Regions from separate parts of the Sus scrofa genome. Here region 2 is linked to region 1. Evidence: chromatin contacts called from public HiChIP or PLAC-seq data. All regions are on one chromosome and are shown on one strand. Each heading gives the region's core, a stretch centred on a gene start, on an enhancer-like site or on the middle of the called end of the contact. The rest is flanking DNA. Distances are from core to core; before and after follow the strand shown.

What was found. HiChIP or PLAC-seq counts read pairs in DNA pulled down with a chosen protein or histone mark.
Region 2: an H3K27ac HiChIP or PLAC-seq map of alveolar macrophages shows a contact between it and region 1. The contact joins two enhancer-like sites. A contact is called at or near these places in 1 of 47 Hi-C or Micro-C datasets (embryonic fibroblasts) and 2 of 2 datasets of contacts at active chromatin or transcription factors (alveolar macrophages and skeletal muscle).

Annotation. Positions count from the first base shown.
Region 1 is chr3:33,618,687-33,621,701 of Sscrofa11.1, reverse strand. No RefSeq gene overlaps it. Among named protein-coding and RNA genes, the nearest start is that of C3H16orf72, 35 kb to the left of the region's middle. Within about 2 kb of position 1,656, at least 21 of the 83 cell types and tissues checked have an H3K27ac peak or open chromatin away from gene starts, as enhancers often do. A contact at or near this core is called in alveolar macrophages, where this site is marked.
Region 2 is chr3:33,878,258-33,880,957 of Sscrofa11.1, reverse strand. All of the region lies in intron 1 of PMM2 (phosphomannomutase 2), which reads left to right. Among named protein-coding and RNA genes, the nearest start is that of PMM2, 13 kb to the left of the region's middle. Within about 2 kb of position 1,372, at least 7 of the 83 cell types and tissues checked have an H3K27ac peak or open chromatin away from gene starts, as enhancers often do. A contact at or near this core is called in alveolar macrophages, where this site is marked.

The sequences.
Region 1 (3,015 bases), core at 407-2,906:
TTCCCTCACCCGCCCCTACAGATGTGGACCTTGTGTTAGTCATGAATATTGCAACGAAAAGCTCCTCGTAGGCAGGTCCGCCAGCTGCACTTTCCGGATGAGGAAGAGTGAGACTTGGGTGGCCGCTGCCCGGCGCGTGTGCGGGGCGCCTGGAACCTCGTGGCCAGTCACCCACTCACCCACCCAGGCCTCGGTTTCCCGCTGGTGAGGGGCTTGTTGGTGAGGGCGGGATGAGGCGGTGCCGCACGGGAAGGGGCCCTGGCTTCCAGTGAGCACCAAGCGCCTCATCCCGGCTGCTGCGAGGCCGCAGGGCCGCCGAGGCCCCCAGGCCAGAGGGGGCGCTCTGGGGAGGAGGGGTCGGCGAGGGACCACCACGGAGGGAAGGGGTGGGCTGTGCCCAGCGGCGCCGCCTGGGACCCGACGTGCGGGAGACGGAGCTGCGCAGTGAACCCCGCTTTAAACCCGCTCGCTAGGCCCCGCGCAGCGGGCGCGCCTCCAGCTCAGGAAGCCCGAGCGCCGACAGGGTAGGCGGCCAGCGCGTCCCCGCTGGGGCTTGTTTCCTCCTCACAGGGGCTTACGCCGCCGGGGGTGGGGGCCTCAAGGCTCAGGGGGGTCGTTTCCAGGCTCTGGGCCGCGAGCCGGCTCTGTCCCAGGCTAGGGAGGACCAGGGCCCGAGGCCGCAGTGCTGTCACCCGCGCTGGCGTTCTCCGAAGGTGGCGGCCTGGGCGTCCCCTTCCTGGGCATGACCTAGCAGGTCGTACCGGGCGGGGTGTGGGGGTGGTCACCGCACTGGACCCTTCCCCAGAGGCCCATCCTTATGAGCTTTTGCTCCAGGTCTTAGGGGTGCTGGATTTTGATTTCCTCCCTTTGACCCATTGGTGGCGAAGGCCGCCCCTTTATTCTTCCTGGTTTGTGTTCACTCAGCTCAGCGGCCCTTCCCCACCATCCTCTCAAGCCCTTGTTCTCATCCGGTGGTCATTTCATTTACTGGTTTACTTTTGAGCTGCGTCTGCCTTTCCTGGACTGTGTCGTGGGCCCTTTACCTGTCACTGTGCCTGCCACCGAGCAGACATCCGGGAGGAAATACTTGTTGATAGGATGAGGGGATCCCCATTTGACAGATAAGACAGAGGCACCAGAAGCTTCAGGTGGTGCCTCAGCCAGGATCTGAACCCACATCTGTCTGCTTCCGCCCTGTGTAGAAGGCGCCTGAGCATTCCACGTCCAGGTGGATCAAATTCACTAGGATTGGGACCATGGGCAGATTACCTTAACTGGAGCCTCAGTGTCCTCTTGCAGAGTGGGGATGGCCTGGGTTAACTACCGCCCAGGAATATGAGCGTGTAGATTACCTGACGCTTTCATTTTGGGGGCCTGGATGGGGACTGAAAGATCCCTGTGTGATCTGGTCAACTTGGATGAACTTGGATTGAGTTTGAGAACGTCTCTCAGTTGCATACTATTAGTGACGCAAGCAGATACTGGTGTTCCTTCACCCAAGAGCCATGCACCTGGCAAAGGCCTGACCCTCCCAAAGGCCTGACCCCTGTAGGGACCCAGCATTGGCCTTGAGCCTGTCCCTTAGGCTGGGAGTCCCACATTCTCCGGTGGCGACTCACTTCCTGTTTCGGCCTGGAATTTGGATGACAGAGAAACAGCACTGTGTCAGCTCCATGGAAAAGGCTGGGTCTGCCCACCAGAGCCTTAAAGGGACAGCCCTTCTAGGGCAGGGCTTGTCCTGGGGATTCCTGGTGGTGAGTGGGGTGCTGATGCATGGGGCCAGAGATCGGGAGTCAGGATTTGAGAGCCCGGGGGCGGTGGGGGGGGGGTGTCTGCTGCCAGATCCCATGGGCCTCTTTTCCTCTAAAGACTCTCTTCCACCCTCTTCCACCTCCCAGTGCCCAATCCAGTTGTTGGGCCATTGTGGAAGGACCTGCTCTGCCAGGACTTCACTCCTTAATCCTGTTGAGCTCGGTGCTTGGTCTGGGCCTCTGCTATTAAACTGGGTAACGGTACCCTACGCTGACTGTGAAAATTCCATGAAGTCCTGTTCGTCCAAGGTGGTACACTCAGATGCTGATGGGGTCAGATCCATGAGTGAAGCTGTCATGCCTGTGACGAAGGTGAATTGCAGGGTGCACAGCTGCTTAAGGAAGCTTTAGTTCAACACATGCTGGTGGCCCAATTAAGCACCTTCTGTAGGTCAGGGCTCCTGGGACGATGGGTGGATGCCTTTCCAAGCTCCTTTAAGAACGGCTATTCAGCTTTCTGGGGCTCATCTTGCCCACCTTTAAAATGGGTCCTCAGTTCCCGTCATGGCTCAGTGGAAACAAATCTGACCGGCATCACAAGGACGAAGGTTCGATCCCTTGCCTCGCTCAGTGGGTCATGGATCCGGCATTGCCATGAGCTGTGGTGCAGGTGGCAGACGCGGCTCAGATCTGATGTTGCTGTGGCTGTGGTGTAGACCAGCAGCTACAGCTCCGATTTAACACCCTAGCCTGGGCACCTCCATATGCCGTGGGTGCGGCCCTAAAAAGCAATAAATAAATAAGTAAATAAAATGGGCCCTCTCACCAGTCCTGGATTTGGGGTCTGGCTTGAGACACTCGGGACTCTGTGACCTGTGATGTGCAGTTACTTATTCTCAGGGTTTGGCTCCTGCTCTCTGACCCCCCAACTCCCTCCCATTCCCAGACTGTACCACCCCGGTTCTGGTGGTGCCTTAGGGCTGCCCTCCAGGGCTTTGTCTCAGAAGCCCTTCCTAGGCCCCAGCTATGGCTGTCATCCTTCTGTTAGCTTTCGGCAGGAGACATGGCTGTGGGCAGAGCAGGCTTGGGCTTCTCTGAGTGCAGCAGGGTGGGCCAAAACAAACAGGAAGTCCACCAGTCCTGCAGGAATTTGTGTTATGGCCACAGGGAGATGAAGGGCTAGTCATACTGATAACCCCATTTCTCTTGGGTGTTTTACATGCATATCCCATGGCAAGGTTGCTGCAACCCCTAAGGCATGTGT
Region 2 (2,700 bases), core at 123-2,622, 260 kb before region 1:
GGCTGTGTTCCCACCCTGTCGTTTGGCTTGGGGTTTCTCAGCCCTGATGGGTGGGGCCATATTTTTCCAAAAAATATGGCAGCTTCCAGGGGAGCTCACCCCAATGATTACTCCCTGGGACCCCCACCTCCAGTGTCCTGCCACAGTCGCCCCCTCTTTTCCCAGGAGACCCATCAAGGCTCGCAAGTAGGTCTGACCCAGATTCTTATGGAGTCCCTGCTCTGCCCTGGGACCCAGTGCACACAGAACCCCATGTTCGCCCTCCAGGAGTAGGGTCTCTGTTTGTCCCAGTCCTCTGGAGCTCCTGCGCCCAAGCCCTGCTGGTCTTCAGTGTCACATGTTCCGGGGCTCCTCCCAATACCAAACCCCCAGGCTGGGTCACCTGATGTGGGGTTCAGAACTGTCACTCCTGAAGGAGAGTCTCTGGAATATGATTACTTTCCAGTCTGCGGGCTGCCCACCCAGCGGGTATGGGGTTGCTTCTGTTGTGTAATTCCCCCCCCCCACTTGTTCTGGCTTCCTCTTTGTCTTTAGGTGTGGGATATCTTTTTTGGTAGCTTCCAATCTATTTTGTTTTTTCTTTGTCTTTTTTTGTTGTTGCTGTTGTTGTTTGTCTTTATAGGGCCGCACCTGCAGCGTATGAAGTTCCCAGGCTAGGGGTCAAAGCAGAGCTGCAGCTGCCAGCCTACACCACAGCCACATGGGATCCGAGCCACATCTGCGACCTACACCACAGCTCATGGCAACATCAGATCCTTAACCCACTGAGCGAGGCCAGGGGTCAAACCCGCATCCTCATGGATACTAGTCAGGTTCATTACCCCTGAGCCCCAACAGGAATTCCCTGTCTATTTTGTTGATGATTGCTCAGAGGCAGTTGTCATTTTGGTGTTTTCATGAGAGGAGGTGAGCTCGAGTCCCTCCAACCCACCATCTTGAGGCTTAAATCTATTTAGAAACATCACAGTAATTTTGCTGTGTGGTTATTTTGCTCCAGATCTCTCTCCTGAAGTAGGGGGTAGTTTAGATGCTCCTCTGTGGTCACAAGGAGCCAGCTCTAATTTCTTGTCAAAAGACATGTGCTGCCACTTGGAGCTGAAAAGGTGCCTCTAACAGCCCATGCATAGTGCAGGCACATCATACCAGCTGCCTCATCCGTGGGCACAGGGGTCAAGATAGAGTAAATTGTGCCCTTAGGCTTCGGTTTGAGGGCGGAAGTGTTTCATTCGCCGTTACTATTGCATTTTTAATATTTTGCAATCACAAGAGTCTCCCCCACTTCCTCCCCTTTTGACGTCAGGTCTGAGTTAAGCACCCGGGGGGGACTCTGGGACTCATCTTCCCAGTTGTTGACTCAGAGGCCACTGCATTGTGTCTCTAGGTCAGGATTGCACCCGAAGTTGTGGGAGAGACGGACTGCACTCTCCTCTGAACCCTCCTGTACAGTGTCTCTTCTTACTCATGTCTGTGGTAGTTTTCCATACATATTTTTTAAAGAAGAGGAGAGAGTTGAACTCTAGATGTTTTTATACTGAGGTTGAAGGGGTTTTTTGTTTTTAACTTCTGGTAACTTTATTTGTGAGTCTTTTTCCATGTTAAGTGTACAACTAAGACTGCTAGGAGTTCCCATCATGGTGCAGTGGAATCGAATCCGACAAGGAACCATGAGGTTGTGGGTTCGATCCCTGGCCTTGCTTAGTGGGCTAAGGATCTGGTGTTGCCGCGAGCTACGGTGCAGGTTGCAGATATGGCTTGAATCTGACGTTGCTGTGGCTGCGACGTAGGCCAGCAGCTGGAGCTCCAATTAGACCCCTAGCCTGGGAACCTCCATATGCCACGGGTACGGCTCTAGAAAGCAAAAAAAAAAAAAAGTGGAGCTCTTGCTGGGGTTCAGCGGGATTGGTGGCATCTTGAGAGCTGCTGTGACGTGGAGTTCAGTCCCCAGCTCAGCACAGTGAGTTAGGGATCCAGCATTGCCGAAGCTGTGGCTTAGGTCATGATGGTGGCTTTGATCAGATCTCGGGCCTGGGAGCTCCGTATGCCCTGAAGGAGCCAAAAAAAATGTCCCCCCCAAAAAAGAGAGATTGCTAAAAATAAATAAAACCTTTAAAAATTCATTGTGATTGTCCTAATACAGGGATATCCCTTTTCATCTAAGTTTAAAATTTCTTTTGAACTAGCACACAGTTTGGAATTTAGCAGGAAATTGTACCACTGAGACCACTGTTTATAGATCTTATCTTTCAGGAGAGACTCAGAAATCTAGTGATCTTACTCTGATGCGTTTCATTTATATAATTATAATCAACTCTGAACTTCCTCTTTAATCTCATTTTGTTGTTTTAAAATCAACAACTGGGAGTTCCCGTTGTGGCTCAGTGGTTAGTGAATCTGACTAGGAACCATGAGGTTACGAGCTCGATCCCTGGGCTCGCTCAGTGGGTTAAGGATCCAGCATTGCCGTGAGCTGTGGTGTAGGTTGCAGACGTGGCTCAGATCTGGCGTGGCCGATGGCTACAGCTCTGATTGGACTCCTCGCCTGGGAACCCTCATATGCCGCAGGTGCGGTCCTGGAAAAGACAAAAATAAGTAAGTAAGTAAATAAACAAATAAATCAACTAAATAAATAGAGTACAGTGTAGCGTTCAGCAGGAATAGGCTAGGTCTATATGCATTATGGAAAATCAGCACAACGTAGTG